Regions from separate parts of the Mus musculus genome. Here all the other regions are linked to region 1. The links are chromatin contacts, called in public ChIA-PET, HiChIP or PLAC-seq and promoter capture Hi-C maps. All regions are on one chromosome and are shown on one strand. Each heading gives the region's core, a stretch centred on a gene start, on an enhancer-like site or on the middle of the called end of the contact. The rest is flanking DNA. Distances are from core to core; before and after follow the strand shown.

Region 1 (4,365 bases), core at 881-3,380:
TTTCATCTCCTGAAATTCATTTGTGGTTTTAAATAAAGTATTATCTCATTCACTACACAAGGCTATCTGGCAAAATTAATACACCTGGACGATTTGCAGACTAGTGTTTCTGTATTCTTCCCATCATATACACTAAGAAACTGAGCTAAAGATATTTACAATTGGAATAAAATACAAATAGTTTTTAAGCTAAGTTTTTTATGAAGAAGCACACTGAACCACATCTAACTCCACCGTTAATTCGCAGAACAGAGTCAGAAGTAGGAGTGAGCACCAGAAGGCATCCACCCAAATTTACATGTGGGCAAATGACCCATCAAGACTGGGTGTAATGAGTGCCATGAATCCACTGCGGATCATTACAGCTGCCAATCTCCACCAACCAAAGCTATTCAATAATCTGATTTTCTTGTTAGAATCAAATTAATAGGCAGTATTTTATGAAAAAAAACTACAAGAGGAAGAACGGTTTCAAGCTCTATCACTGACTTAAATATCTCTAGACCTTTTCTTCTTCTTCTTCCCCTTTCATCCCCACCCTCAAAAAGGAAAGTTGGCACCTGGGAGTCACTTTTAACAAGACAATACCAAAGAAAGCAAAAAGGAATCAGGTTAGTCAATACACACTGTGAACTCCAACACATACTGTACCCATCTGCAATCTTCAAGAACTCAGCTGCAGAATTTTATGCCCGCTGTTGAAAAGTTTTAAAGGAAAAGTTTTCTTGCCCACACCTGCAGTAAGGAAGTCGGGGAATGATACATAAAAGTAAAGGCAAAGTGGTATGTGACAAATTCTAAGGCTATCTGTGTACAGGACACAGTGCTGTGTAATAGTCAGGGAGAATATACTTCAGGATTGGCAAGCATCCAGGATTAATGTCGTGTCTTTTTACTGAAAATGTTTTCTTTCTAAACTACACTTTTAAAGTTACTTGTGGGAAAAAAGCAAACACTTTTTTGTTATAACAGCTTAGAAATTGGTTGTGACTCACGGCTCGATGAACATGAGGCTTTTCTGCAACTCCCTTGCAGATTGATGTAGGCAGGCAAAGATACACTGAACCTTTATAAATAAAATAGAGGGGCCACAATTGTTCAGTTTGTATGAAATAAAAATATGGGAAGCAATTCAAAAGCAACTCAACATACAAAGAAAGCTAAAAGCACGTATTGACCTATGAAATGGTGCAAAGAATCTGCACAGCCCTGTGAAATGTGCCAGTGTGAAATTACAACTTTATTACTTTAGTAAAAATGAAAACACAAACCACAGCAGGGATCTAGCTTTGCTAGGATGCAACTGCTTTTTCCTGAGACACCACCATGATCTTGCACGCCTCCTTACTGAACCAACTACCTAATGAATGCCGAGAGGTGACTAAACCGAGGCTAATCTGTGAGGCAGGGGAATGAAGGGAGGGAAGACTAGAAAAGTACGCGGAGGGAACCCACGTTAGAAATGCTCATTTGCGGCTCCCCGTGTAACCGTATGGAGCAAGAACGCCCGGGTTTTCGAAACCCGTCCAGCTCCTTCGGGGATCGCCTCTCCTCCGAAGAGTATCAGAGAAATTCCGCCACCCGGCAGCCAGCACCCCGGAGCCCGCGCTGGTTCCAGCCCTTCGCCGACGCTCCAGTTTGCCCGGCGGCGCCGAGCCGCCGTGCCGACCAAGAGGAACTCGCATGACGGAAAACGAGAAGGGGACAGAGCCCCACCGTCGGATCGGACTCTCAGGAAGGAGGCAGCCCGGACCAGTAGAACGCGGCGGCTGCGAGAGACTCGCAGGCCAAGCAGATCAGACAAAGGCCCCGAGCCTGGGGTCAGCAAGCAGGGGAGAAAAATGGCGCCCCGCGCAGACGCACGCTGTCACGGCCCTCACCTCAGGCTTCCAGGCGGCCTCGCCTTGCTCCCACCCCGCCCAGAGCCTGGGCCACCGCTCAGACTCACCGTCCCGAGCCGTGCCCATGAGCTGGTCCAACAGGGCCCGCATCTGCGCCTGGGCGGACATGGTGGCCAGTGGGGACGGCCGAGAAGCTCCGCACAACTCGACCAGAGAAGCCGCAAACAGCGACGAGGAAAGACGCTCCTATCAGCCTGAAGCCCGCACGGCGCTTTCCGGCCGCGGGGAATGCTGGGAGGAAGTTCTTTGGCGTTGATGCAAGGCCTGTCGGGAAGTGTACAGGAGTCGCTGAGTGGAACGGTCGCAAATCGTTCTAAAGACTAGATCAACTAAGCTTGATTTTGGCCGGTCGTGGTATGCCTGTAATCCCCAGGATCAGGCTTGAGTAGTTCAAGGCCAGCGTCCTGGGTGTCAGGCTACCCTGTGGAAGCGTGGTCTTTGTGAGACTAAGATCCTACCTCCTGTTTTTTTTTTTTAAAAAAAAAAAAAAAAAGGGCTGGAGAGACGGCTCAGCGGTTAAAGGCACAAACTGCTCTTCCAGAGGTCCTGAGTTCAGTTCCCACCACCATCTGTAATGGGGTCTGATAACCACTTCAGCTGTGTCTGAAGATAGCTACAGTGTACTCATATAAATAAAATAAATAGATCTTTATTTTAAAAAAAGACTAGATTAAAAACTCCACCACTAATTTTTATCCTGGTTCCTGAAACATCAAATTCTCTGCTCTAATGAGACTTTAGTCAAACAAATAAATTAAACTTGAGGCAAAGGCCTTTAATCCCAGCGCTGGGGAAGGCAGAGGCAGGCACATCTCTGAGTTAGAGACTAGCCTGATGGTACAGAGCAAGCTGCAGGATTGCCAGAGTTACACAGGGAAAAGCTGTCTCAAAAAACAAAACAAGGGGGCTGGCGAGATGGCTCAGTGGTTAAGAGCGCCTACTGCTCTTCCAAAGGTCCAGATTAACGAAATCTGATGCCCTCTTCTGGAGTGTCTGAAGACAGCTACAGGGTACTTACATATAATAATAAATCTTTAAAAAAAAAAAAACCTAATGATAAGTGAATTTCTAGGTTATATCTCAGTTCTTTTTGTTTGTGTAATATAGTCTCATGTTGTCCATGCTGACCTTGAACTTATTATGAAACCAAAGATGACTTGCATTCCTGACCCTCCCACTTTCCCTTCCTTACCAAGTGCTGCAATTACAAAAATGTGCAAATGTGCTTGCCTCCATTTCTTCTGTTGGAGACAGAGTCATACACACACACACACAGAGGCCAGGTTGGACTTGAACTTGCTATCCCTCTGCTGCTCAGCCTCCAGACCATTGAGATTATCAGCACATGCCATTACACTTGGTCCATTTCTTCATTTACTCTCTATAAAACTATATTGCTTATTTCAGTGAAAGTTGAAATGCTAAGTCATATTAATTACATGCTTATTTATTTATTTATTTTGTTACTCCCCCCCCACCCGCGCTCGACTTCTTCCTCTTGCTCCAGCCCCTAGGTTCTTTATTATTTGTTTTCATTGTGGATGATTGTGAGCCACCATGTGGTTGCTGGGATTTAAACTCATGACCTCCAGAAGATCAGTCAGTGCTCTTAACTGCTGAGCCATCTCACCAGCGCAATTATGTGCTTTCTAAAATGGATAGGTGTTAATGTATAATTTTTTACCCACAGCACATGAATTTAGGAGAATGTACCAAAATCCACGACTTGGACCTTTGAGCAGATTATGAAATTCCAAGTAAAGAAAGAGACCTGTTTTTTGAATTAGATGTAAAAAATATTTTGGATGTTGATTTATCAGTGCTGCAAAGTACTAATTGCTATTGAGAGTAATGTTACATTTGTAAGTTATAAAGCAAAATAATTAAATATGCACTCTTTTACATATATATGAAACTGGGGCTGGAATGATGGGTCAGAGGTTAAGAGCACTAACGTCTCTTCTGTGGGTCAGCACTGCTGAGTTCAAATTCCAGCAACCACATGGTGGCTCACAATCATTCGTTATGAGATCTGACGCCCTCTTCTGGTGTGTCTGAAGACAGCTACAGTGTACTTACATATAACAATAAATAAATCTTTAGAAAAAAAGAAAAAAACAACTTTAAAAAATAAAACTGGGCAGGGGTGATTCGTGTCTGGAAGCTGGGGAAGTAGGTGTTGGATCTATAAAGTTCAGGCTAAGGGATTTCTTTTGCTACTAGGAGGAAAAGACCACTCTAAAATGGTAGACTTTCATGACAAAGCTACTTACTCTATATAAATTGTATAAATGTCCACCCTGAGACAGACAGTTTTGATGATCTAGCCCATGTGTTTGTTAAATCGTTCTCCGTTCTCTCGGATGCTTATGTGCTCTCCGTGGGGGTTGGCGTTTGTACTCCACACAGAACCTAATAGTACAATATTTGTTTTATATCACAATTCCCTTTGAACCAGAGTTAG
Region 2 (4,365 bases), core at 748-3,247, 480 kb after region 1:
ATCCATGGGACCCCTTGTTGAGAACCAGGGCCTCCTGGTACACTGGGGTCTAGCTGATGCCACAGACTGTCACGAGGTCACTGTTGTAGACAAACAGCTGGGCTTGTCACTGCTCATGGCGATATGCACACCCATTCCCTGAACCTGCCCAAGGTTCCTCCCCTATTCAGAGGTCCCATGGCTGGGCCTCCCTTCTCAGGGCAGTGGCGCACGGTATTTTGAAGGGGATTCCTTAGAGTGCAAAGGGCAGCCAGGCAGGGTTAATTTTAACAGACATCAGGATCTAACTTTCAGATTAGAGGGAGGAGGGGCTTGAGGGAACCAACCCCCTCAAAATCTTATGCTACTAAACGTAGGGGGCAAAGGAGGAGGGGAGGCTCCTCCTGCCCCGTGCAGAACAGGACAGACTGGCTGCTCACCATGGCAGCCCTGTTCATCATCTCAGCTCCCCGTGGTCAGTGAATGTGACCAGTGAGAGAGCTGGGGAGATGCAGTGAGTTTCAGGGTGGCCACATCTGCGACTGGGAAAGGCAGAAGAAGATGTGTGTTTCAGATCCACACCCCAGCCTCCCTCCCCCTCCTGCCACCGCCAGCCCCCAGCAGGGATGTGGTGAGACCTCAGGGTCCTTACTTGGTTCACTTGGAAGTAACTGCCATCGTCTTCAATGTGGATCTTGGCTATGCCACTTCCTGGCTTCTTAGCCACCTTTACAGGCTTGATGCAATTCTACACCAGGAAAGACCCCACACCAGGCTCTATTAGGAGAAAGCAACTTGGACGGGGGGTGGGGAGGGTGGGGAGTGGGGTGGGGGGCTGGGTATGGAGGGCCTCAGGGATGGTTGGCTACCGGCCATAGAGTGAAGCTCACCACCGAGGCCAATTCTACCACCTTCCTGCCACTGAAGCCATGCTGAGCTCTGGTTGCCCACCCTTCTCTGTACAAGGTGAGGAGAATGCCATCAAGGCCACTCTTTCTCCAGAATCACCATGAAATCTGCTACAAACTCTATATGCAAGCTAATGCAAGAAGCCCTGACTAGCCTGCCCTTCCTACGTGCACATAGCAGCACACCCCCGGAGATCAGAGTGTCAGAGGCCTGGCCAGACAGGAAGGCTTTCCTTGGAAACATCTAGAGGTCACCTCCATCCCACGACCACAGATGAAACTCCATGTCTCTCCCCTTCTCTTGGACATCTCCTGTTATCGCTTCCTGAACCTTGGTGGCTTTCCAGAAAAGGGCCAGTCTCGGGTAAGATGGCCCAGTTCATCCTGTCCGTGTGGCAGCTCAGCCCGTCTTTTATGGGTCATGGGACTTGGCTAGCTCTGGAGACAAAGGAAGACCCAGCAAGGGCAGCAGCTCCTGTTTTCAGGGCGGTCTGTCTGTATCCCTCTCTCTTCCTCGAGGCAACGTCAGGAACATTAGCTGTGGCTGTGGCCCAAGTGGACATCAAACCTGTCCCTTCAACATGGTCCCTGTCCACAGAGATGACAACTGGCTCTGAGAGAGGAGTGGGAAGGGATATCTCACAGGTGTGTGGAGGCTAACTCAGCCCCACCATGTCTCTGCATCACCAGCTGGGTGACACTACTACAACAGTAACTTAAGATCACATAACAACAAGTCCCCCCACCTTTTTTTTTTAAACACTAAACCTGCCTGTCACCACTAAACACTCCCATGGTCCCAGGGATCGCTCCGGGCCCAGTAACCGCGTTGTCTGGCCCTCCCTGGCCTCAGTTGTCTGTGTTTGTGAAAAGGGAACTAGACTGACTGAGGCCCTGGGTCCTGGGCCCTGGGAAAAGACACAGACGAGAGAGGTTTCCCGAGGTGCACGGCCAGGCTCGGACCCTCCTCCTGCCCGACTCGCCCTTGGCCGGCCCACCTGAGATGGCCCGATGAAGTCGTCCAAGTCGGTCAGCTGTAGTGCCCCACTGAAGGGCGACGCCATGACAGCCTCACTGCCGCCGAGTGTCACACGGGGGTGTCGCAAAATGACACCAAAATGACATGCAGTTCCGCCACTCTGCCGGAAAACGCAAATTCCAGCGCATGCTCATTTCTCTCCGTCAACAAGCTTTGAAAAGCGTGCGCGCCCTCTGCCGGCGGCCTTGAGCGCTCGGCCCAGCGGACTCAAGCTGCAAGTTCCACAGCACAGCGTTCGGTCTCCCTTGCGTCCCTTGGTTGTGGTGTAGCAGGGTAGCAAAGACAAATAACGCAAAGAATGTAACTAGAGACTCAGAGTCTCTCCCGCTTCCCGTAGGGGTCGGAATCCGGATTTCATTCATCACCTTGACCTAGCAATACTCAAGGAAGGTTCCAGATGCAGTGGGCAGGAGAACACAAAATTAACTTTGATTCACTGGAATGCCTTGGAATGGGCTTACCAAAAAATGAGATAGACAAGTGCTGTTGAGATGTTAAGACTGGAGTGTGGGAGAACATTTACAGAAGCAGGTTCTTGGACTGGACCAGGGCCAAAGGACAGTTTCTGTTTGCCAGGAGGATTCTTGTTTTAAATTGGATATTTTCTTTATTTACATTTCAAATGTTATCCCCTTTCCCAGTTTCCCTCCCTCCCTCCTGGAAACACCCTATCACATCCTCCCTTCCCCTGCTTCTGTGAGGGTGTTACTCCACCCACCCACCCTCTCTCCCCTCCCCTCCCTCAAAGTCCCCTACACTGGGGCATCTATCAAGCCTTCATAGGACCAAAGACCTCTCCTCCCATTGATGCATGACAAAGCCATCCTCTGCTACATATGCAGCTGGAGCCATGTGTACTCCTTTGTTGATGGTTTAGTCCCTGGGAGTTCTGGGGGGTCTGGTTGGTTGATATTGTTGTTCTTCCTAAGGGGTTTCAAACCCCTTCAGCTTCTCCAGTCCTTTCTTTAATTATTGAGGACCCCGTGCTCAGTCCAACAGTTGGCTGCCTAGCATCTGCCTCTGTATTTGTAAGCCTCTGGCAGGGCCTCAGGAGACAGCCATATCAGGCTCCTTTCAGCATGCACTTCTTGGCATCCACAATAGTGTCTGGGTTTGGTAACTGTATACAGGGTTGCTGGGAGGATTCTAATGCTGGAAGGAGGGTGATACATAGATCCCTGGAAATTCAAACTCACCACCACCACCACCAAACCCAAGTCTATTAGAACAAACCCAGTGGACGGCTGGCAGATGTGAGGCATATCCAAGGCCCAATAAGAGAGACAGAGCAGAATGGCCTGGAACAGTAGAAAGAATGAAGTCCTGGTGTAATGTAGGTGATCCCTGAAGACATTACAATCAGTGGATTTCATGAAGCCAGTCACAAAAGGCCACACGTGTGACACCATTCAGCAAAAATGTCCAGGACAGGCAAACCTGCAGATGGAAAGCTGACCTCAGGTGTGGAGAAGGTTTCTGATCAGGGTGGTTAGAAAAGTCTTTAGAATAGATGCTGCACACGTGAATGTCATTTTTCTTTTAAACAGAATAGGGTTTCTCTGTGTAGCCCTGACTGTCCTGGAACTCGCTTGGTGGACTAGGATGGCCTAGAACTCACAGAGATCCATTTGCCTCTGCCTCTGGAATGCTGGGATTAAAGGTGTGTGCCACCATGCCTGGCTTTGTAACATCATTAATGTCACCAAAATGTCTACTAGAAATGGTAACAATCAGGCTGAGACGAGAGTTTGTTTGTTTGTTTGTTTGTTTCTTTGTTTTCAAGACAGAGTTTCTCTGTGTATCCCTGGCTGTCCTGGAACTCACTTTGTAGACCAGGCTGGCCTCGAACTCAGAAATCTGCCTGCCTCTGCCTCCCAAGTGCTGGGATTAAAGGCATTCGATACCACACCCAGCTGAGATGAGAGTTGATGTAGTGTTTGCTGTGCAGACATGAGGAATGAGTTGAGTGTGACTTGTAACATTAATGTAAAAGCTGAACACAGTGACATGTGCTGCCTGTAATCCCACTGAGAGGGTAGAGACAGGGAGAGCCCTGGGGCCCATGGCCAGCCACTAGCCAGCCAAGCCTGCTAACCTGAGTTCAATCCCAGGCCCTGTATAATGGAAATAGAAAACTGACTCTCTGGCCTCCACAGGTACAACATAGCACAAATGTACCCATACACATGTATGTGCACACACAAATGCATGCGATTTTACAAGAGAAAAAAACTGATGTACTAAAATCCTATACTCAGTTTTTGTTGGTTTTAGACACACCAGAAGAGGGCATTGGATCTTACAGATGGTTGTGAGCCACCATATGGTTGCTGGGATTCAAACTCAGGACCTCTAGACTCTGAAGAGCAGTTAGTGCTCTTAACCACTGAGCCATCTCTCCAGCCCTATTGTTTTGTTTTGTTTTCACTGAACAGCCCA
Region 3 (4,365 bases), core at 767-3,266, 460 kb after region 1:
CGTGCTGAGCATCCAGACATGGCAGAGAGCCTGCAGGGTGTGGGGTCTCCTCTGCAGGATCCTGCTTGTTCGTTTCCGGCGGGAGAAATGGACAATGGGGTCTCTAAAGACTGTTTCCCGCCACTGGCCCCATTGTTGCTATGCCTGCCTTTCTCCTGGGCCTCATTATTTCGCAAAAGGCTAGTGAGACCCTGAGCAGACAAAGCCTGTGGCTTGAAAGACCTTGAGTGAGGTGTGCGCTGGTTTTCTTAGGACGTCCGTCAGATTTCTTCTGCCTCTACCTCATGGCTCCTGGGAAACAGCTTCAGCTCCCGTGCTGTGCGGAGTGAGAGTGGAGTTCTGGAAATGCGTGACCTCCCTCTAAGGCTTTCACCCATCATCAGTCCCAACAGACTATTCATTCAGACTGGGAGAGTGACAAGGCTGTGCAGAGACCAGACATATGGTTCCTTGCCTCAGACTATGACAATGGTGGTGCCACACCCTACATAGGCCCCCGGAATGGCTTCTTTGGGATATTTATAACCAGATAACTTAAATCACATCTGTGTAATCTGAGGGTGGACAGAGAGCATGCTCCTTTTCCATAGACTGCTTCTGGAGAGGGAAGGGCACTGAGAGTCCGAGATCACTCCTGAAGAGTAGGCCATTGCATTTTCTCCCTCCATATCTGCCTCTGAATCGGCCCCTTGCTACTACTTCTCTTCTCCCCAAGCTCCATGGAGTGCTAAGGATTTAGACCCTTGTCTTTCCATCTGGTAGGGGAAGGCTGGTCCAGTGGCCTCAAGTCTGCTCTAGGGAACAGGTGGTGAAGACTCCAAACAGTAGAGACAGAGACAGCAAGGAGGATGGTGTGTATAAGCAGGACCCAAATCACAGGAGCTAGCCTGGGAAAGCCTTGCGAGGAGCAGAGACACCTCCAAGTAGAGCCCTGGCAGCTGAGGAGCAGAGTGTGGGTGCCAATGTCAGGTCAAGTTGCCAGGGCTTCCTGGGTGCTCTTGGTCTTAGAGTACTGCCAGGAGCAGCAGACAGGAATAGCTATGTCCAAGCAACCCTGTCTAGAATTCAGTGTGTGGGAGGGCTCTGGTATAAATCTTCCGGTGGCCAGGTTCTGAGCTGGATGGAGCAGAGCCTCTCTGCAGAATACATGTACACAGAATACATGCTGTCTTGCGACACCTGTCCTGCAGATGGTTTTGGAGGGTAACACTCTGTGCCTGGGCGATAGGGTGGTGGTATTGGGCATGTTCAGTTTGGAAGCCATCACCGTCTATGCTAGGGATAGCCGAAGAGGCCATGAGTGAGCATAGTCAGGGAAGATCTACCATTCTCAGACAGTTAGCCTTGATGTGGGTGGTCGGGGTCCAGCAGCTTGACTCAAGGCTCTATCTGTTTCCATGCAGGGCCTTACTAAGAGTCACTCAACCCTTTATTTTTGAAAGAAGGAGATCTTCCGGACTCCTGGGCTGTCTTCCACCCTAGGCTGGGCCCTTTGCCAGCACCCAGTCGCTCACATCCGGCCCCCTCCCTCCGTACTCACTAGAGAGCCAACATCTGTCTCTAGCTGCCCGCCCCTCTCCTTCGACCCCAGAATACTCTCTGTTTCCCGCCTAATTATTGTCGCGGAAGAGGGGGAGGGGCGGCTGGAAGGACGTCCTCTGTGGTTTGCTTCTGGATTTTTGGTAGGCTTTCAGTCATTTCTTGTCTTGATCAACAGAATTTGCGTGAGAGTGCCTTTCAGTTATAGACCCTGGCTATAACCCGAGGCTGCCGGCCAGCAGTACAGCCTCAGGGGGATTTAGAACAGATTCCATTCCATGTGGTTGTCTGTAAAGTGGACCCTGAAGCTGACCGCTGTATGTCTCGGACCGTAGACCCACTCGTGGCAAACCCTGTCATTCTCGCCCATCGCCTGGGTCATCGCTACCCCAAACCATCACCCGGAACCCAAGGAGGGTCCCCCGGATGGCTGGGCGGAAAAGAATGAATGTCGGACTGGCCTCGGAGGCCTCTTCCACTTCCGGCGACTGATCGCAGCGGATACTTAGATTTCTGCAGTTGCGGCTGCGGTTGGCTGGCGTACGCTGCAAGCGGATAGAGTTTGGCTCAGGCTGGGGGCAGCGGGGAGGGCAACCGCTTCCATTACCGGCCGGGAGCCTTGGGAAGTAGGACCTGGAACTGAGTGTCTGTCAATCATGGATCAGGACGACCCAGCCGAAGCGTTGACTGAGCTACGCGAGAAGCGGCTGGGCTTGCTGGAGATAGTGCAAGCGGCGGCAGGCTCGGGATTGGCCGTCTATACTATATGGGCGCTGCTGCTGCAGCCGGGCTTCCGCCGGGTGCCTCTGAGGCTGCAGGTGCAGCGTTGAACCTTGGAAGGAAAGGGGCCAATACTGGTGCAAGCCAAGGTTCCATGGGTGGGGTCAAGGCTACTGTAGGTAGCGTAAAGATGGGCGGAATCAATTATGGCGCGGGACCTAACCCGGGAACCCGATGTACGGAGAGTTGGGACCAGGAAGTTGCGGAGCCTGGGTCTTTCGTCAAGACCAAGTCTAAATGAATGAAGCTGGGATTGAGTTACTTAGGGGGTACGGGCCTATGACTGGAGAGTGGGCGGGGCTCACTGGATGGTATCAATTTAAGAAAGGAAATCTAGTAGGCTCCCATCGGCCCCCAAACTGGTGCTTCTGCCTGTGTGATTTCTAGCCTCAGCCCACCAAATTCCTTATTCAGGTGCCCTACGTTGGCGCGAGTGCCCGGCAGGTTGAGAACGTGCTGTCACTGTTGCGAGGCCGCCCTGGAAAAATGGTGGATCTAGGCTCTGGTGATGGCAGGATCGTAAGACCTGTGTCTATATATTCGTTGTCCCTCTGGTGGTGGCCCCATTCCCTTCATCCAGATCCCACACTCTTGGCTCCCATAGGTGCTGGCGGCCCACCAATGTGGTCTCCGTCCAGCTATGGGATATGAGCTGAACCCGTGGCTTGTGGGACTTGCACGGCTGCATGCCTGGAGAGCCGGTTGTTCTGCGAGTGTCTGCTACCATCGAAAAGATCTCTGGAAGGTACCCTACCAAACTTGATACCCCTCCCTCCCCCTCCCACTCTCTTTCTTTCCAAACTTGATTTTCTTTACCCTCCCTCTTCCTTTCATTTTTTTTTTTTTTTTGAGATGTGTGTCCAGGCTTATCTCAAACTAGCCTTGGATTATAGGCATCAGACCTAGTTTATGCAGAACTGGAGATTAAACCCAGGGATATGTGTATGCTAGGCAAGCACTCTGCCACCTGAGGCACACCTCCAGCTCCTGATATCTTTATCTCCCAAGTTTCATGCTCTGAGTGGCTATTATGTGGATATCTGGGTGGGCTAGAGGCCCTACCTTGGGGACTGCATGCCCTCCAGCCTTTACCCTTGTTTTCTACAGGTGAGCCTCAGGGACTGTCACAACGTGTCTGTGTTCCTGGCTCCCAGTGTGGTAGGTTTTGGGTCTGTTGTCCTGCTGGGAGATCAGGGCCACAGTCTTGGCTCTTGGATGCTCTCGGGCCTGGAATATGTTCTGGGCTCAGCTGGATGGGGCAGCTTTTTCTGACCTGCTCCTGTGTTCTTTTCCCTCCTGTTCTTTCCTACAGCTCCAACTGCTGGAGGACAAACTGCAAGCAGAGCTCCCTGTGGGGGCCCGTGTGGTATCTGGACGATTCCCCCTTCCCACCTGGCAGCCTGTAGCTGTGGTGGGCGAGGGCACTGACAGAGTTTGGGCCTATGATGTCCATGGTTCTGGGCCAACTGTGTCTTCTTGTGGGGTGCCCATCAAGGCCATCCCAGAGTCCAGTTCTACCTTAGTCCCTAGAGCCCCTGTTTGACAAACTGGCTGACTGGATAAAATAAAGACTCTGTGGGTTCAATCCTGACTTTTGTTTGTTCCAGGAATCACTTCCTGGGGCAGGGTGTCCAGAGGGTTCCATGCTGGCTGTAAAGAGATTTCTTTTGAGATTTTTCTGGGAGACTAGCTAGTGACTCTGAGTCCTTGGGCGCTGAGGCCTAGTGGAAGATACAGCTTTTTTTTTTTTTTTTTTTTTTTTTTTGAGACAGGGTTTCTCTGTATAGCCCTGGCTGTTCTGGAGCTCACTCTGTAGACCAGGCTGGCCTCGAACTCAGAAATCTGCCTGCCTCTGCCTCTGCCTCCGGAGTGCTGGGATTAAAGTCGTGCGCCACCACTACCCGGCGAAGATACAGCTTCTACTCCTTGGGGATCTCCAATATTCACCAACTTCCTCAGTTTCAAGATTTCCTGCTTGTACCTGATTGGAATGATAAATCACTTGTCTGGCCATGGATTCTTTTCTTTCCACCAGATTAGGACCCT
Region 4 (4,365 bases), core at 1,284-3,783, 440 kb before region 1:
GAGGGAAGCCATGGTGCAGAGCTGCTTAGAACCTAAGACCAAATGTTCTTATTCTCCACGTTCCTGGTTTTGTAACTCAAGGGATCTTTGGTGACCCTGACCCAAGCTATGAGCATACACCTTATATTACATCTCGAAGGGTATGTTATTAAAACTATTTACCTTAGGTTAAAGAAACAAAAGCTGAGCCCGCCACAGCTCAGAACTCTCCTTAGCTTCTAGACAAATGACAATCTTTCTCAAGAAGTGCTCAGAGGCTGGAGATATGGCTTAGTTTCTTTAAGAACACTGGCTGCTTTCTTGAGTCTGGCTCCCAGCACCCATATGGTAGTTCACACAAGTTTCAGGGGATCTGATGCCCACGTCTGGCCTCCTCGGGCACTTCAAAAATGTGATGCGAAGACACACATGCAGGCAAACATTCATACATATAAAAGTAAAATAAATATGTACATAAATAAAGTCGTTTCAAAAAGCATGTTAAGAAAATGGCTCAGCTCTGTTCTGAACACTTGACACTAGCTTCCATTTAACAAAGTAACAGAGGGGGCTGGAGAGATGAGATGGTTCAGTGGTTAAGAGCACTGACTGCTCTTCTGAAGGTCCTGAGTTCAAATCCCAGCAAGCACATGGTGGCTCACAACCATCTTCTGGTGTGTCTGAAGACAGCTACAGTGTACTTACATATAATAATAAATAAATCTTAAAAAAAAAACAGAGAAAAGGAATCAGATGACAAGGGACCTGCCACTCAGCCAGTGGGTAAACTTTTGCGCGCTGCCACTGTTTACCACCTGGTCTCAGCATCAAATGAAAGCTTCCGTCTTGAGTTGACTTCCTCTTTGTTTTGGAGTCACTCTGTAGCTTGAGCTGGTCTAGCCCAGGCTGGCTTTGAACTTATCATCCCCCTGTCTCTGAAATCAATGCTGGAATTACGGGCATATACAATTCCCAACCTTCAGCAGCGGATTGTCTCCCTTTCCCCAAAGCATTCTAAGACATTAATTTTCAATAGTTTAGCCATTTCTTCCCATTGTTAGGTGCTGTTAGACTAAGACTACCCGCTTTCTAATCTGCTGGGAGCCTGCAGGGGAGCTTACGGTCTTGAACCACGTGCACAGGTGTATCAGAGGACGAGTGCTGAGGATCTCAGCAGGTGGATGGGGATCCCAGGGATGCAAGAGCTTTCACCCTCTGCACCATCTCTCCTGCACCAAACTTTAAAAGGGTAATAATACACACAAAAAGAATGGTTTGCTCTATTATTTAGAATATATATATATATATAAATAATTTTTTTTAAACCAGTCTACTCTTCGGCTATCTCAGCTGTCTTTAAATGGCCATGAAGTTCTGAGGGCCATAGCAAACATACTAGCTGACTGGCTGTCAATGTTCACAAGAAAGGGCAAGAACATAGTCACCTCAGTGCCTAGGCACTGTGCAGCGCGTCTTCATCCTCAAGGCCAGTGGTACTTCAGATACCAGATGGTTTCATTTTTCAACTGTGGTCCAAACAGAGGATTGAGCTGTGCCAGAATTGCAATCAGCCAACTAAAATTCATGGGGAGGAACAAAAGCAGAGAGTTGTGAAACTGGCTAGAATACAACCATTTTCATATATGATTCAAAAACCTTGTTAGTTCAACTTCAGTGTAGTCCATTCAGACAAAGCCTTCACTACACATTGTTCTCCTGGGACCACAGAACATCTCCCAAGTTGCTTTGGGTCTTTATTTGAGACAATCCACAAAGCAGGGAGGCTCCATCACAGCTGAGTCTCTGCCTTTTCTCCACAACTTCATGACTATGCCAAACACCTGAGCTTTCCCAAATTCAAGACATCTTTGCCACCAAGTCGGTTCACCTCATCTCAGTTTGTCACTATTAAAACTTCCAGGCAAAATAGATTTATCTTCTCCAGTGTGCAGACATTTAGGTACTATTTTAGGGGTACAGTTAAGATCTGATTTCAGCTCCCGAGATTCCTAATCACCATCACAATAAAACATGTCAAAGCATTTTGTGGGCCCTACCACATGGAACCAAATGGGCATTTACTTCTGCATCTAACTCACCAGGTGCACCTCTGTCTGTATTACCCACAAATTACAGAGGAAATACAAGCATCTCACGTTGCCTCAGAAACTAGAGCAGCACAGGTTTTTCTTATGCTGTTCACAAGGCTCTGTATAAGCCATTTTATATCTGATGAGGTAATTCACAGGCCCAGTGACATCTGAGAACCAGGCTAAGGACAAAAGCAAGGAATAACAAGAAGAGAAGCCTGCAGGTGTCCGGCTATTCAACCATTCTGTCTTACTTACTGAGCAAATATTTAATGAGCAATTACTAGGTCCCAGGCCCCAGCAGCAGAGGGAAGATGACACGTCTGTCTCCTCGGAGATCTTATGTAATATTAGACGGTAACTAGAGAGAGGAAAAGCAGGGGAGAGGGATGTAAACGGGGCTGAAAGGGTGGCTAAGCAAGAACTGAGCATCTGGAGAGACTGGACTGATGCCGAATTCACACTGCCTTTAGTTCCTATCCAGATTGTCTATGGAGGGAGGAGTGGGGGTGAGTGTGTGTGGGGGTGCAGAGTACTGGTAAACAGGCCGTGGAAGAATGAGTTTCAGGGGCATGACCCCGTGTTATCAATCTCTTGAATGTAGTCTAGGGGGTTGCTTTCTGAGGAAAAGGAGAGAAATAGTCACAGTGGTCTCAAACTCCTGTCCAAGAAGGGGGCCAGTCAAACCCAACTAGGCCATTACCAGGCTGGGTCTCTTCTTCCTTTGGCTGTCATTTTTGGAATCCTTCCAATCATAAGACCAAAAGGCTGATTCTATCAATAACGCAGAGAGTGCTAGAGAAGCAGGCAGCACAGCGTCAGGAGCAGGCGCCCACAGACACAAGGTGTGTGCAGCTCCCCAGCCCACAAAGGTTGTTTTGTGATGAGAAACATGATACAGAAGGAAACCAGGCCAAAACAGATACTTTAAGGTGACTCACTTTACGAACAAAGAGTTAATTCAGATGAGAGTCTCTAATCACCCTTAGAACTAGGGTATAAAACATAAACACAAGACAAAACCTATCAGTAAGGCTCCATACAGACAGGCAGGCAGGCAGACAGACAGACACATACACACACAGTGCTGGGGTTACGGATAACACAGGTGGACATTGCACTGCAGAAAAGCTCTGAGAGTGGACAGAGAGTCATGGAAAATTCCAACCAAGCCCAGGGTTTCCCTATTTCCCAGCAGGAGAGGCAAGCTGCCTGCAGGAACAGCTCCGTGTTTCATAAGAGACTGAGCTAACTGGCAACACTTAGAAACATCAAATTAAGAAGATAAATTAGAGCCCGCGCTGTCCCCGTCGTCCTTCCTCACCAAGAGTGTGTAGAAGGCAATTAAAACATCATCTCGGGGCTGGGCAGATGGATCAGTGGTTAAGGGCAAATGCTGCCCTCCCAGGGGACCCAAGCTTGCTTCCCAGCACCCATACTGGTCAGCTCACCATTGCCTGTAACTTCTAATCCAGATACGACACCCTCTTCTGGTCTCTGCACTAACACAGAGACATAGACAAAACCCTCCCAGCATTTCAGGGGTGGAGGGTGTGTGTGTCAACCTCAGACTAGTCATCCAGGAGCTTTTCTGAAAATCCTTGGAGCAGGACAGAAAGAGAAAATTAAAGCTCTGTGGGAAGGGAAAGGCTGGTTGAAAATCTCTCACTAGTAGCACAATTAACAAGGTTTGCTGTGAAGACTACCTACATAGAGACAACACTCCTCTTTTACAGAGATTATTTCAAATAAGAGCATTAAACTAGGAATGAACTATGCAGAAGGCCAAGGTATATTTGACCTTTGCCTTTAATCTTATCTCTTTCTTAGCTGTAATCTGTGACTTCCTGTGGTTCTCACCAATAAGACTAGGAGTTTGTCTATAGTCAAAAAGTCTTAACTTCCCTGTGCCTGGAGCCACTTCAACCCTTGTGACCTACAGCTTAAGAACCCATCTATGGTCTCATTCACTACAAGAATCCTTGCCGGGCGTGGTGTGGCACACCTTTAATCCCAGCACTTGGGAGGCAGAGGCAGGCGGATTTCTGAGTTCGAGGCCAGCCTGGTCTACAAAGTGAGTTCCAGGACAGCCAGGGCTATACAGAGAAACCCTTTTTCGAAAAAACAAACAAAAACCAACCAAACAAACAAAAGAATCCTTTAAAAATGGCACCTTAGAAGCTACCAATGTCAAATATATTACTATGGTTAAGACACAATCAATCATGAGATACTATCTCATGTAGCCCAGGCTGGCCTTAAACTCCTTTAAGTAGCCAAAGGACCACAGGTTTGT
Region 5 (4,365 bases), core at 545-3,044, 420 kb before region 1:
CTCCAAGAGGAAAAAAAAAGTGTCTAAATGGACTCAGTACTCAGTTACTACAAATTACTTTGATAACTGCAGAGCCCAGATACCACATCAGCTGCTGTAAACCGCAGATGACGCTGTAGGACTGTTACTGAGAAGTGGAGCCTCCCTGATGCTTGCAAAGGACAGATATTCACCTATCATTTCCCTTTCAAAAGCCATTTAATTGCGACCTGGAGAGATGGCTCTTTGGTTAAGTACACTTGCTCTTCCAGAAGACCTAGATTCAAGTCCCAGCACCCACGTGACAGCTAATGACCATCTGTAACTCCAATTCCAAGGGATCCAAATGCCTCTGTGGACATTGCACGCATGATGCCCTTACATACATGCAGCTATACACTTATATACATAAAATAATACATACATCTTTAAAAGTGCTTTCTTAGGCTAATAGAAAAAACACTGTTAAAAGTCAGTGTATTCCAGACAGTAATAGAAGCCAATATCACAAAACAGTAAAACTTCAGCTGGGCGTGGTGGCGCACACCTTTAATCCCAGCACTTGGGAGGCAGAGGCAGGTGGATTTCTGAGTTTGAGCTAGCCTGGTCTACACAGTGAGTTCCAGGATGGCCAGGGCTACACAGAGAAACCTTATCTTGACCCCCCCCCCAAACAAACAAACAAACCCCCCAAAGCCCCCCCAAAACAAAGAAACCCACAGTAAAACTTTCTCTAATCAAAATGGCCCACTCAGTAAACATTGTCTACTCTACAAAGTGTTGTGGAGCTAAACACTATGTACCCACCATTCAGTGTCTAACCATTAAAGCAAGAGACGTTTCTGACACACTACTACTTAAGATCAAGTGTCACCTCCACATGATCTTGAGTGAGAGGGAAAAAATTACTTAATTCAAAAGAGGAACTAGAAAGAGGGTGCCCTAGGCTCCTCTGAAAAGGTTTGTTTTTACACTGCAATACAGAAGTTTATCTCCAAACAGAGAAAACGGTATTCTGCAAACCTTAGATGGGGGAATGAAAATCTTGGCCAACCACTGTAAATACTGTTTACAAGTAAGGGCAGGAGCGCCCTGGAAGGTATGACGCAGAGGTTTCTACACAATGCCTTCAGCTCTGGGTGATTTAACCTCGTTTAGATCAGGCTCACCCTGGCTTGGGTTGGGCCCACTAGCTGCAAAGGCTGAACTTAACGCTCTGCATCAAGCTTGTCTGAGTCCGAAACTGCGACAGCAAGGGGGCGAGAGGGAGATTTCTGTTCTCAGATCCCTTTCTTTGAGGTTTAGGCAAAAAGCCTCCCGTGCATCAAAGACAGAACCAAAGCAGCGACAGTGGCTTGGGAGGCGCCCTAATTTCTCTTCAGTCGAAGTGCACACTTTTAGTCCATCAAGACAAAAAGCACTCCCTAAAATTCACTTCCGGGAGGGGCCGCCAAAGGTGACCTCACCCTCCAGCCGGGGACGTTGACAGGCTCTGAGGAGCGCATGCGGTCCTCCCCTCTGTGGTCCACCCCGCCTCATCCTCCCGCCGTAGTCCTCCACGTACGATCCTTCTCTCCGTGATCCTCCCACCGGGGTCCTCCGCTCCCACCACCTTGGACCTGGCGCACTTACCCCCGGTTAGGACCCTTGGGGATAAACCAGGGCACGAGGAGGCCCACGAAGCCCCAGAACACGCTCATCACGATCAAAGGCACAGTAAGGCCGTGGTATGCCATGCCTGCGCCCCAGCAGCCGAATCGGTCCGGAGCCTCGCTCTCGTCCCACCCGGAAGTGTCAACAGAGGCTCACGTGATCGGCGCGCTAAAGCCCCGCCCTTTGCGCGCGGCGTGACTCGACCGTCGGACTCCGCCCCTTAGACTAGAGCCCCGCCCTTACCTGGCTAGTCTCAAGGCTGTGGTTCCATGGGGCTTGACTGAGATGAACCTCCAGCCACCGGGGAGGGGACCAGCAGAGTTTTCTGGAAAGAACTTAGGCCCATTTTGGTGATGTGTCATTTACAGTTTTATCTATATTTTACGCGCAGACATAAATAAGTAAAACCTACAATAGTGGACTACTGTTCTAGAGTCTTGTATGCTAGGCTCCTGCTTTGCATTCTTCCATAGCCCATGAACTACTCACAATCGCCATCTCTGCTGCAAGTGAAGAATCACAGTCGCATTGTAAGTAACTTCACGGTTGTAAGGCTCTTAATCGTTGGTGCTGCTGTGTGTCTTGTACAGAGTGCCAGGGTCTGAGTTACAGAAGTAAATCTGACAGCCATCTGAGAGAGGTCACATCTCCAGAGAAGATGGACAGCTGAGGATGACCAGGCCCTACTTTGCATTCCCGCCAGTTGTCACAACAGTTTCAATAAGAATAGGAATTATCGGGGCTGGTGAGATGGCTCAGCAGGTAAGAGCACCCGACTGCTCTTCCAAAGGTCCTTAGTTCAAATCCCAGCAACCACATGGTGGCTCACAACCATCTGTAACAAGATCTGATTCCCTCTTCTGGTGTGTCTGAAGACAGCTACAGTGTACTTACATATAATAAATAAATAAATCTTAAAAAAAAAAAGAATAGGAATTATCACCGGGCATCGTGGAACACGCCTTTAATCCCAGCACTCAGGAGGCAGAGGCAGGCAGATTTCTGAGTTCGAAGCCAGCCTGCTCTACAGAGTGAGTACCAGGACAGCCAGGGCTACACAGGGAAACCCTGTCTCGAAACAAACAAACAAACAAACAAGAATAGGAATTAGCCAGAAATATCATTGTGGCTCGCCAGAATTGTAGGCTCATTGCACCATGAACTTCCTGAGACACAGAGGAGGGGAGCAATTCTTGGAGGTTTTTTTTTCCCTTGGGGCCAGGGACTTGCTATGAGGAACACAACAGCTCCCAAATGCTGGGATTGCCAGTGAAGCACCATGCTGAGCTGAGGTTGGTTTTGCAGAAGCTTGCAGACAGAGCAAGATGAAAAGGGAGATCTGGCAGCTGAATCCAGTGTGCTGGCTGTGGATCCATTTCCCCGTAGTAGCCACCTCTCCTGATTTCTTCATCAAGTAGAATGGATTCCTGAATTAATTGGACCCTTCAGCAGCTGTACCATCTTTGCAAATGATTTTCAGACTTTAACTGAGCCAGCTGTAGTGGCCGCATACTTTTAATCCCAGAATTTAGAAGGTGAAGGCTGGCAGAACCATGCAGTTAGGAACAGGCCAAACTAGACTCAGAACTCAATTTGAAGTGGAGGTCCATCTATTGGTCATGTCTTGATAGTCACTCAGCTCACCATTAGTAATCTGAAATAATTTGTTTCTTTAAAATAGTCATGTAATTTATGTCAGGTGATGGTGGTACACACCTTTAAAAGCAACACTCAGAAGGCAGAGGCAGGTGAATCTCTGTGGATTCAAGGCTAGCCTGGTTTACAGAGAGATTTTTAGTCAACCAGGACTATACAGAGAAACCTTGTCTCCAAAACCAACCAACCAAACTAACTAACAAACAAAATTCATGGAATTTGGATGCCTATGTAGCAACTCACAAAGCACATTTATATTGGAATATGTTGGTACAAACCAATTCCTAGGAGAGAGTATAATTTGAATTTACTGGTAAGAGGTACAAATAATCAGAATATAGTTATTATGTGACTTTTCCTGGGTATACAGGAACAAATGTCCATTCACCCCCAGATAAGGCATGGATGGCAAACCAAATCTTTCATTCTACACAAGTCTACCTTACTGAACCAGTGAATATTAGAGTTACTTACAGGAGTATGGGTGGCATAGAAATTCCTGGAATTCCCTGCACAACTTGCAAGCAGCTTGGTTGGCCAGTTTCCTACCCTGAGCAATTGTTACTGTTCATACAACTTGTGGAAGGGGTCTTGTGAGTCTTGTAACTTTCAGAGGATTCCTGAGTCTTCTTTGTTTCCTTTACTTCCTGTCTGAGCCTTGTTCCAGGGGAATGTTCACACAGCATACAGTAAGGAGCTATGTGATGGTTTTCTTTGCTTCTTTTAAAAGATTTATTCTATGTTGCCAAGTGTGCTAATACATGCCTTTAATCCTACCACTTGGGGGGGTGGGGTGGGCAGAAGCAGGAGAATCTCTGTGTTCAAGACCAGCTTGGTCTATAAAGCAAATTCCAGGACAGCCAGGGCTACACAGAGCCTCTCTCTCAAAAAAACAAGACAAAACTTCAAAAAGATTTTTTGTTTGCAAATATTTTTTGTCTGCATGTATGTCTATGCAACAGATGTATGCCTAGTGCCCTTGAAAATCAGAAGAGGGTATTGGATACCCTGGTACTGGAATTATAGATGATTGTGAGCTGCCATAGGGGTTGCTGGGAAACAAACATGGGTCCTTCG
Region 6 (4,365 bases), core at 1,164-3,663, 380 kb after region 1:
CAAATACCTGGAGGTGACATTGAGTGGCATGGACTGGGCCTGCCCATGCCCCAACGTGACAGCTGTCGATGGGCCACTGGTCATCATGGGTGAGGTTCGTGAAGGTGTGGCTGTGTTGGACGCCAACAGCTATGTCCGTGCTGCCAGCGAGAAGCGAGTCAAGAAGATTGTGGAACTGCTCGAGAAGAAGGCTTGTGAACTGCTCAACCGCTTCCAAGACTAGTTTTATGCACGATCCCCATCCCTGCCCTCCTTCCTGCTGAATAAATGTCCTTGCCTGTGGGAGTCATAGCCTCTGGGTCCCTTCTAGCTGCAGCGCCCCCACCCCCACCCCCACCAGCACCATCTCCACCCCACTCCCACCAACACTATCTCCACCCCACTCCCCACCCCCACCAGCACCATCTCCACCCCACTCCCACCCCCACCAGCACCATCTCCACCCCACTCCCACCAACACTATCTCCACCCCACTCCTCACCCCCACCAGCACTGTCTCCACCGCACCCCCACCAGCCCTATCTATTCAGTTGGAATCCTTCCAGTAGATGGAGCTTCCAGTTCCTAGTTGAGGTCACCAAGTAGCACCAACTCACTCTTGGGAGCCCTCAGACAGACATACAAGCTTGTCTCCAGGGACATAGGAGAAAGTCAGCTCAGTCCTGCTTCAGCTACACCCACCCCAAGCCCTAATCATCTCCCAGACCGGTCCCCTTTCGCCCTCTCCCAGGTATTCCCAGCAAGCAATGTGGTATAGATAGCCCACAGTGGGCTGGAAAGGATTTATTTTAAGGCCCCTTCAGAACAGGTTCTCTACAGCCCTGTGGCCACCAGACCAGGAGGGGCTAATTTATCCCAAGGACTGAGGGAGGGGCTGAGGTCTAGCTTGTACCGTGACAACTTTTGACAGAGATGCTATTCTTTCCGAAAAATCAGGCACTTGTTGTTGGCTGGCATGTCCACCTGGAAAAACGCTTTGCTGGAGTGACTTGGTTTTTTTTTTGTTGTTGTTGTTTTTGGTTTTTTCGAGACAGGGTTTCTCTGTGTAGCCTTGGCTGTCCTGGAACTCACTCTGCCTCCCAAGTGCTGGGATTACAGGCGTGCGCCACCATGCCAGGCTGGAGTGACTCTTAATCACAGGGAGGCTCCCCACCCCCACATCGCCCTGCCTACCATCCTCTCCAGGACCAAGCCACTGGCCTGGCCTAGTTCCTCCAGAAGGACTGTGTCACGAAGCCCCCACTCTGGGTTCCTGCAGTTGGGGAGGAAGGTAGAAGGCATTTGCAGAGTTGAGGTTATGATCCCGCCTACCCTCTCTCTGAGCCAAGCTACCTCCTAGCCAGATCTGACCTGCATCTGAGGGTCAGGTCAAAGTCCACGTTGCTCTGGGGAGAGATCTTCCCATTGACGGCATAGGGCTGTGAGAACAAGACACAATACATAGGCCCAAAGTCAGTCGTTCCCACACAGCTAGTTTGCAGGATAGGATGGAGTTCTTTCCATAGGAGTATAGAAAGAATAACTTTTTTCTGCACTCAAGAAGGAAAAGGGCTAGCTAGGTCCCGGGCCCTGGGCTTCAAGAGTGGGGAAACACCCAAGGCTGATAGGGGTGTCTTAAGGTAGGGTCACTCACCCCGTAGGTGATCAGCACAGCCTTGGTTTTGAGCAGGTGTCCTGCTGCTCTAAAGAGCCCCTGCAGAGGAAGGCAAGTAGGGCACAGTAAGCCGGGAGCTGGAGACTCATGCTTTCCTCTTTGCAACGTGAAAGCTGGGCTCCACAGTGGTCCCCACCTCTGTGCAGTTCAGGGGGCTGATGTGGATCATATTGATGCAGAGCAACAGGTCCAGCGATCGGGGTGGGATGCCGCCCCATTGCTCCCACTCCCAGGTCACGTCCAGGTACAGCGGAGCCTTCACATTGGACAACCCTTGGGCTCGGGTGGTGGCGGCAATGCTGTGGAGAGCAGCAGCGCATGGGCAAGGGCTGACGAGGCCCCTCAGTGATCGGGGTGTGGGGGGAAAGTCCTGAGGAGCAGCAAGCGGGTATCTTTGTCGACCCTACAGCCCATTGCTTCTACTACCTCAGTCTGGCACCCAAACCTAGGCCTGTCCTGATTTCCGGTCTGCCAGCCCCGCCGTTCACTCAGCCCCAAGCGGCCGCAAGGGAAAGACACCGCGCCGCCGCACCTGTCCAGGCAGCGTTGGTCCACGTCCGACGGCTGCCACTCGGCATTCGGGAAGGCCTGTGCAAAGTGTGCCGCGTGCTGTCCAGAGCCCGAGGCCACCTCGAGCACGCGAACACAGCGCTGGGCAGGATCCACATACTGGCGGAGTACGGACAGGATGGGCTCCTTGTTTCTCTCAGCAGCCGCAGCCATCATCATCGCAGCGGTGCGGCCAGCCCCAGCCAGAATGCGCGCGGGGCACCACGGGAGCTGTGGTCCAGCTCCTGCGCGGGGCACTACGGGAGTTGTGGTCGAAAGGGCCAGCCGCTTGCAACAGTATAACTGTTAGGAGGCCTCTCAACTCCTAAAAGGGTTTGCATCTGCGGGAAACTGATTCCGGCGGCCGGGATTTAGCGGTGACTTCGGACAAGGAACAAGGCTCGAGTAGAGGCTATGGTTTCCTGGAGTCTTTCAGCTGTATTTGTTTAAAAGCTCATTTGTTGCGTTTGCGCCTCACCTTTTTTGGAATGGTGTTTAAGATTGCAAGGCATCCTTCCTTTTCAGAGATGAACGGGAAAATAAAAAGAACATGCGCCGCCCGGGAATCGAACCCGGGTCGCAAGAATGGGAATCTTGCATGATACCACTACACCAGCGGCGCTGTTGAGCGAGACTGCAGTCCGTAGGGCATACGAATTGTGACGCAAGCATGTTAATGTAACAGCATTATGCCTGTGTCTTTTCTGTTGCGCTCCGTTTCTCTATTGGCAAGCGTTTGCAGAACAACATATCCCACCAGATCCCAAAGTGTTGTTGCTGTCGTCCAAGGGAAAGGAGAAAATGTGGGTACCGTGAGATTTATAGACAGGATTTGGTTCTGCGCCATGGAAACCATAGCGGTCGCGATCTCTTGGAAGCCTGAGGTCGCGCTCAGGTCCTGAGGTTCAACAAGCCAAGCCTTGTGGGCATGGGCGGTAACAGAATGGAGCTTGGGGAACCCAGATGCAGGAATCCTCGGGTCTGGGACACTTTGGGCTCAGATGAGCTTTGTGTGACGCTGAGACGGCTGGCATTAGCTCGAGGTCCACGGATAGATAGCAGGAGGCGGTCAGTGACTATTGAAATGAAATTCGAAGCGACAAGTGCACGGACAAGGGTACTTCTCTGATTCTCACCTTTGTGTGGTTTGAAGTGGTTCATTTCTCACAGGGGCTGGATTTTAGAAAATGTCCGAGACGTTCACGCTTGATTGCCAACAGTTAGTTCAAAGGTTGCGTGGGCTACTCTGCCCCATACTACATCATGGAGCTCAGGGTTAAACATGGCTCCTGCTTGGGGCTGTGTTTGAGGTGTCTATTCAGCCGGAGTGACCAGGGGTGTGAGTGTAGTCAAACTGTTAAACTATGTGAGTGACATGGCCCAAGGATGAGATATAGGGTGGCCACTCTAGAAATGCCTCTGAAAAGTTATCAGTCCAGACTCGGGGAAAGTCCTGAAGTCCAACCCCTCACCCACTCTGAGCAGCCCCTGACAGATGGTTATGGATGTCTGACATTGGTAGTGACCTTGACTGGACCTGAGTCAGACTCTCCCTTTTACAGCCTCAGCCTCTGCATACCTGGCTTGCTTTTCCCATAGATTATTCGTGGGATTTTGGGCAGAGGAGCTGGGGGTGTGAGCATCTTCCATATGTCCAAGTTCAGGAGAGGTCGTGGATGATTCTTTCTCTCCATCAAAGTGCAACACTGTTCTAAACATGCCCTGTCTCAAGGAGAGCCCCTGGAAGAGGGCCTGGGACAGCCAGGGAGCTACTTAAATTTCAACTGGGGCCTGTTGGTGGTGGTACTGGAGAGTCAGAGGCTAGTCCACAGTGAGAGAAACTGTCTGGAAAACAAAACAAACAAAACAAAACAAAGAATCAAAATTAATTCTTTTTTTTTTTTTTTTTTTTGGTTTTTCGAGACAGGGTTTCTCTGTATAGCCCTGCCTGTCCTGGAGCTCACTTTGTAGACCAGGCTGGCCTCGAACTCAGAAATCTGCCTGCCTCTGCCTCCTGAGTGCTGGGATTAAAGGCATGCGCCACCACGCCGGCCAAAACTAGTTCCTAAAGCATCGCGTAGCATATACACATTTAGTCTCAGCACACAGAGAAACCCTGTCTGAAAAATAAACAAACAAAAAACCAGGAAATAGGGAGACTG
Region 7 (4,365 bases), core at 1,027-3,526, 360 kb before region 1:
TTGACACAAAACTAGCCAGTACAGGGCCTATGGGATATAGAGGTTCCCTAGGTCCAATGACTTTCTGTTCTGCAAACCTCCCTCTAACCCCTCCTCTGTCACACCAGAGGAAGCCACAGTGTCACAACCCCCAACCAGAATGAAAACTCCTGAGCACCTTCTGTGAAATGGACACAAACTTGTGGGGTGCACAGGAGAGTGTGGGTGCTAGGTTCTCAGAAGTTCCAGGAAGTGGAAGAGTGTGTGCTGGTGGAGGAATGGGGCTACATTCCAGGTGGGGGGCACCAGCCAGAGCATGGGGAGGAGGTAGGTGAGAACTGGCCTTGTAGGGAGAGAGGATGGGAGGTACTGGTAGGGGGGATGTAGGTGGAATGTAGCCGAAGGCCTTGAGATTCTAGGCTGAGGCGTGAGCCTGATGACATCTATGGAAAACAATTTTATTTGTTTTTTGAAGAGCACTTAAATAGTTCAGATTCCTGCCCAAGGTTGCTGGCCTCCATGCTTAACAATCTGGTCAAATGGAAACTTCCATTCAGCATGGAGGCCGCAGTGACTGGTGGGTGGGAGTGGGAGGGGAGGTGTATGAGGCGGCGGGTGGGTTGACCAGTAAGCCTCAGGAACCTTGGCTTTTAAACCCTGACTTCTAAAACACAGGGAAAACACAGCTGCTGCCTACTGGGTGGATGCCCTCCACAACCAGCTGCCCAGCCACCCCTCTTCCTCCTGGCAATCATCGGACTCCTTACCAGGGTCTGTGGCTCACACTCACCCCTCCCCAGACCCACCTTTCAGGGATGATCTGTCGCTCTGTGCCCAGGAGCCTTTAAACCTCCCATCGCTAAGGGTGAGGATGTTCTTGGTGACAGTCTAATCCCAACCAGCTACAACTGAGACTCAGTTCAGGGGTGCTGGGCGGGATGGCGCCCCCCACTCTTCTCTTGGATAAACTCCTAGTTTCCCCAATTTTGGCTCAGTACAGGGATGTTTTAGGAACCAACTCAAGGTAACCTCCAAGCTCCTGCTTCCTGAAGTGGCCTCTTCTAGTTTGCCACCTAATTCTACAGGGGAATCTTGAGTCTCCCAGTCCATAGGTTTGAAGTTTAATTTTAATGTACTATCACTAATGAGCGTATGTGTGACGTGTGTGAGTACGCACATGGAGGTCAGGGGACAAGTTTGTGGAGTGGAGTAGGTCCCAGGGACCCAACTCAGGCCATCAAGCTTGTATAAGAACAAGCTCTGCCTGCTGAAGCTTCTGTCCCTAACCATCAATAACTTTTACCCAAAAGCTGTGGCTTTCATGACTTGAGGCTTTAAAACATGCCCCGCAGAGACACGGGAGGGATGACGGGGTAGGGTGCCCACGCTGTAGGTGTGCACAGGTCCTGGGCTTAGACTCTGCTCTCCCTTGCCCCTTTTATGAACCTTACAGGTTTTTAGCTTCTTGGTGCCCCAGTTTCCTCCACAAACTTCAAGGGGTTTTATAAAATGTTGAGGCAATCATTGGAAGATGCTAACCTGGGCATATGAGACTAGCATTACAATACCTAGAAAGCACCAAAAGAGATATTATGTTAAAACTGAATCCCATGGGACACCTTCTTTCCCCATTGTCACCAGCCTGGCCAAAGCTTGGGTTGGAAGTCAAGCACACAAACAAACCCACCTCCCTCTAACTCTATGGGGCCAGAAGGAGCACCTCACGTCACTGGCAGCCACAGGCCAGGGCTGCGCCATGACCTCGTTTCCTTGAGTTATGAACATCTTCATGGCAAGAGGGGATCCCCTGGCCCTCTGTGGGAGCAAAGTCATCAGACAGGACCAGTGGCCTCCCGAAAGAGAATGAACCCCTCTTCAGTTTCCCCCTAACCTATATGCTTCCCAGGCAGGGCTGCCTCCATAGAGAAAACCTATATGCTTCCCAGGCAGGGCTGCCTCCATAGAGAAAACCTATATGCTTTCCAGGCAGGGCTGCCTCCATAGAGAAAGGGGCCCAATGGGGGCAAAGCAAACATTTCCAGGCTGTAGTGTTAAGTCTTGGGCCTGCCTGGACCCCTGACAAGTCAGTACCATGGTAAGGAAGCACAAGAAGGGAGGGACATTAGGCTCCCACCAACAGCAACAAGTAGCCAGCGGGCCAGGCTTGAGACTCTTCAGCCCTCTTCCTTCCTCCTGGGACCACAGCATCCAGGAGGTAGGAAGAGGAAGTCCCTGCACAGGGAGGGGTATGATGGGGAACACACTGTACTCTGACAGCCCTGCCCTAGGTAAACAGTGGGCAAAGTCTACTGTCTGGGCTTGCTTGAGTGGCCCAGTCTGCTACACAGCCTTTGCAGGCCCAAGCTCTGACAACAAAGGTCACTTGGGATGTGGCCATGCCTCAGTGCTGAAGGCATGCCTTCACTGGGCTGAGCTGACTAAGGCTTCCTCAAGTGTTACGGGGGAAACACAGAGGCACCAAGAGACACAGTCTGTCAGGTGACAATGTCCACAGGCTTTGGGTTAAGTACTCTTTACCCAGACCATCCCGTTTAATCTTGAGAAAGCACCAGGCCCGTCCTGTGTCCTCCCTCTCCCAGCCTCACTATCTCGATCCACCTCATAATACTGTCCCACTACTCCCCTGTGGTATTGCAATGACATATTAGATGTTCAAGTAAGATGAAGACAGTTTGAAGTAGATAGAGGAAGACTGTGAGTGGTGACATCCAACTGTGTGTGATTCCAGTCCTCAGGAGGACAGCCTGGGCTACGTAGTAAGACCTGGTAAGACTCTGTCACAGAAAGCAAAACTACAAAACCAAAAGGCTGGAGAGAAGAGATGGTTCAGCGGTTAAGAGCACTGGCTGCTCGAGCAGAGAACCCAGGTTCACTTCCCAGTATCCCTTGGAGCCTCCCAACCCTCTGTAACTCCAGTGCTGAGGGATTCGATACCCTCTTTTCTAGACGCTGAAGGCACCATGTATGCACATAGTGTATGCACATACCGTGTATGCACATAGTGTATGCACATACCGTGTATGCACATAGTGTATGCACATACCGTGTATGCACATAGTGTATGCACATACCGTGTATGCACATAGTGCACAGAAATACATGCGGATAAGCATTCATATGCATGAAATAAAAACAAATCTCTTACAGAAAAAAATAAAATGTACATAAGAGGATTATATGTAGCTTTATGTAGATGATATGTATATTTATGCAAATCTCCTATTGTACTGAAATATTGGGACCTCTGAAGTGAGGGTCCCAGAAACGAATTCCCAAAGGTAACTATAGTTAGTTAGAATAACTGCAGTATATTTTGCTTGTGTCCACAGCCAGCAGACACAGAGGCACTGTAGTGAGAGAGCAGCTTTAGGAGCACACAGCCAAAGCCCAAAGCCATAGGACACAGAGAGGATGCTCCCCATGGTCACAGTCACTTGTTGGGGACTGTGGGGGGACTTCTGATGATCCCTACATGGTCTGTTATCATGGAAAGCACCAGAGCTGGAAGTGGAGTTGAAGTCTGATCTACTCTCACTTCTTTGACTCAGAGAGGTTCAGGAACTTGTCAGGGTAACACAGCCAAGTAGTATCCTGATTCTGGGTCTTCTAATGTCTTATTGTTCTCTCCACAGGCCCATGAAACTCCCTGGGTTAAAAGTGTCAGAGCCGGGTGTGGTGGTGCACGCCTTTAATCCCAGCACTTGGGAGGCAGAGGCATTCGGATTTCTGAGTTCGAGGCTAGCCTGGTTTACAAAGTGAGTTCCAGGACAGCCAGGGCTACACAGAGAAACCCTGTCTCAAAAAACCAAAAACCAAAAAAAAAAAAAAAAAAAAAAAAAAAAACCAAACCAGTGTCAGAGTGACAGCAGGGCAGATGCTCCCACATCAGTGACAGGTGGGCAGCTACATCCAGATGTGAGCTAAGACCAGGTGAACCCAGCTTCTCAGAACTCAGGAGCCACCTCACTTGATCACTGTGGGCAAGTACTGCTACTTCATATAACTTCAGTTTCCCCATAAAAAAGGGGCTGTTTGGTGACAAAGGTAATAAGATCCAGCTGCAGCCATGACGCCGGTTTTTAGCTTCCTATTGTCTCATGGCTGAGAAGGAAGCAAAGGAAACCAAGACATTCCAAGAGTAGAAAGAGAAAATTCCAAGGCTGGGCAGAAGAGAAGGGGGTGCCAGGGCCCAGCCCCATGACAGTTCCACAAACTGTAAACACAGCTACAAAGAGGCTTTGAAGCATGAGGTCAGGACCCGACGCAGGAGGGTTACCAGGCTGGGGATGACAACTAATTCTGGAATCAGGGATGGATGACTGTGGTATTAGATGCCAGGAAACCCATGCTGACTCCTGAACGTGG

What was found. Promoter capture Hi-C pulls out the DNA fragments that hold promoters and counts their contacts. ChIA-PET counts read pairs in DNA pulled down with a chosen protein or histone mark. HiChIP or PLAC-seq counts read pairs in DNA pulled down with a chosen protein or histone mark. Capture Hi-C pulls out chosen DNA fragments and counts their contacts.
Region 2: a contact with region 1 is called in a promoter capture Hi-C map of pre-B cells, with 6 times the contacts expected there. The contact joins the promoter of Ciao3 here to the promoter of Luc7l in region 1. A contact is called at or near these places in 6 of 39 promoter capture datasets (the C10 cell line, erythroid cells, liver and 1 more), 12 of 484 Hi-C or Micro-C datasets (CD4 T cells, brain, cerebellum and 6 more), 1 of 115 datasets of contacts at active chromatin or transcription factors (pancreatic cancer cells) and 1 of 9 other capture datasets (adipose tissue).
Region 3: an RNA polymerase II ChIA-PET map of memory CD8 T cells shows a contact between it and region 1, with 10 read pairs. The contact joins the promoter of Antkmt here to the promoter of Luc7l in region 1. A contact is called at or near these places in 4 of 39 promoter capture datasets (the C10 cell line, liver and pre-B cells), 2 of 484 Hi-C or Micro-C datasets (the N1E-115 cell line and regulatory T cells), 3 of 115 datasets of contacts at active chromatin or transcription factors (memory CD8 T cells, microglia and pancreatic cancer cells) and 1 of 9 other capture datasets (liver).
Region 4: an H3K4me3 HiChIP or PLAC-seq map of forebrain shows a contact between it and region 1, with 5 times the contacts expected there. The contact joins the enhancer-like site here to the promoter of Luc7l in region 1. A contact is called at or near these places in 2 of 39 promoter capture datasets (cranial neural crest and liver) and 7 of 115 datasets of contacts at active chromatin or transcription factors (astrocytes, bone marrow-derived macrophages, cardiomyocytes and 4 more).
Region 5: a promoter capture Hi-C map of adipose tissue shows a contact between it and region 1, with 5 times the contacts expected there. The contact joins the promoter of Atp6v0e here to the promoter of Luc7l in region 1. A contact is called at or near these places in 16 of 39 promoter capture datasets (the 3T3-L1 cell line, 3T3-L1-derived adipocytes, the C10 cell line and 10 more), 2 of 484 Hi-C or Micro-C datasets (regulatory T cells and trophoblast stem cells), 9 of 115 datasets of contacts at active chromatin or transcription factors (the SCID.adh cell line, astrocytes, bone marrow-derived dendritic cells and 6 more) and 2 of 9 other capture datasets (adipose tissue and liver).
Region 6: a contact with region 1 is called in an H3K27ac HiChIP or PLAC-seq map of embryonic stem cells, with 4 times the contacts expected there. The contact joins the promoter of Mettl26 here to the promoter of Luc7l in region 1. A contact is called at or near these places in 4 of 39 promoter capture datasets (the C10 cell line, the HPC-7 cell line, embryonic stem cells and 1 more), 2 of 484 Hi-C or Micro-C datasets (cerebellum and liver), 10 of 115 datasets of contacts at active chromatin or transcription factors (bone marrow-derived macrophages, effector CD8 T cells, embryonic forebrain and 4 more) and 2 of 9 other capture datasets (liver and pancreatic islet).
Region 7: a contact with region 1 is called in an HNF4G HiChIP or PLAC-seq map of pancreatic cancer cells. The contact joins the enhancer-like site here to the promoter of Luc7l in region 1. A contact is called at or near these places in 5 of 39 promoter capture datasets (cranial neural crest, fetal liver, frontonasal cranial neural crest and 2 more), 1 of 484 Hi-C or Micro-C datasets (nephron progenitors), 7 of 115 datasets of contacts at active chromatin or transcription factors (the SCID.adh cell line, cardiomyocytes, embryonic forebrain and 2 more) and 1 of 9 other capture datasets (adipose tissue).

Annotation. Positions count from the first base shown.
Region 1 is chr17:26,250,675-26,255,039 of GRCm38.p6, reverse strand. It overlaps Luc7l (Luc7-like), which reads right to left and starts at 2,130. Exons shown (of 10, transcript NM_028190.3): 1 at 1,949-2,130; 2 at 1-9. The coding sequence starts at 2,009.
Region 2 is chr17:25,771,408-25,775,772 of GRCm38.p6, reverse strand. It overlaps Ciao3 (cytosolic iron-sulfur assembly component 3), which reads right to left and starts at 1,997. Exons shown (of 11, transcript NM_026238.4): 1 at 1,886-1,997; 2 at 632-727. The coding sequence starts at 1,951. Gm41550 (a long non-coding RNA gene) reads right to left here. Exons shown (of 3, transcript XR_876684.1): 3 at 3,229-3,363.
Region 3 is chr17:25,790,045-25,794,409 of GRCm38.p6, reverse strand. Antkmt (adenine nucleotide translocase lysine methyltransferase) reads left to right here and starts at 2,016. Exons shown (of 5, transcript NM_145410.4): 1 at 2,016-2,357; 2 at 2,734-2,838; 3 at 2,924-3,064; 4 at 3,427-3,477; 5 at 3,632-3,910. The coding sequence starts at 2,196. The coding sequence ends at 3,862. It overlaps Ccdc78 (coiled-coil domain containing 78), which reads right to left. Exons shown (of 13, transcript NM_001165929.1): 13 at 3,897-4,300. The coding sequence ends at 4,198.
Region 4 is chr17:26,692,544-26,696,908 of GRCm38.p6, reverse strand. It overlaps Atp6v0e (ATPase, H+ transporting, lysosomal V0 subunit E), which reads right to left. Exons shown (of 4, transcript NM_025272.2): 3 at 1,425-1,554. The coding sequence ends at 1,461. Among named protein-coding and RNA genes, the nearest start is that of Atp6v0e, 18 kb to the right of the region's middle. Within about 2 kb of position 2,533, at least 52 of the 459 cell types and tissues checked have an H3K27ac peak or open chromatin away from gene starts, as enhancers often do. A contact at or near this core is called in forebrain, where this site is marked.
Region 5 is chr17:26,673,825-26,678,189 of GRCm38.p6, reverse strand. Atp6v0e (ATPase, H+ transporting, lysosomal V0 subunit E) reads right to left here and starts at 1,794. Exons shown (of 4, transcript NM_025272.2): 1 at 1,612-1,794. The coding sequence starts at 1,715.
Region 6 is chr17:25,873,548-25,877,912 of GRCm38.p6, reverse strand. Mettl26 (methyltransferase like 26) reads right to left here and starts at 2,413. Exons shown (of 6, transcript NM_026686.2): 1 at 2,187-2,413; 2 at 1,791-1,953; 3 at 1,634-1,693; 4 at 1,351-1,418; 5 at 1,174-1,252; 6 at 750-963. The coding sequence starts at 2,383. The coding sequence ends at 916. It overlaps n-TGccc7 (a tRNA gene), which reads right to left and starts at 2,825; the gene lies at 2,755-2,825. Wfikkn1 (WAP, FS, Ig, KU, and NTR-containing protein 1) reads left to right here. Exons shown (of 2, transcript NM_001100454.1): 2 at 1-285. The coding sequence ends at 223.
Region 7 is chr17:26,614,797-26,619,161 of GRCm38.p6, reverse strand. The region is part of intron 3 of Ergic1 (endoplasmic reticulum-golgi intermediate compartment (ERGIC) 1); the gene reads right to left. Among named protein-coding and RNA genes, the nearest start is that of Gm41553, 25 kb to the left of the region's middle. Within about 2 kb of position 2,276, at least 58 of the 459 cell types and tissues checked have an H3K27ac peak or open chromatin away from gene starts, as enhancers often do. A contact at or near this core is called in adipose tissue, liver and pancreatic cancer cells, where this site is marked.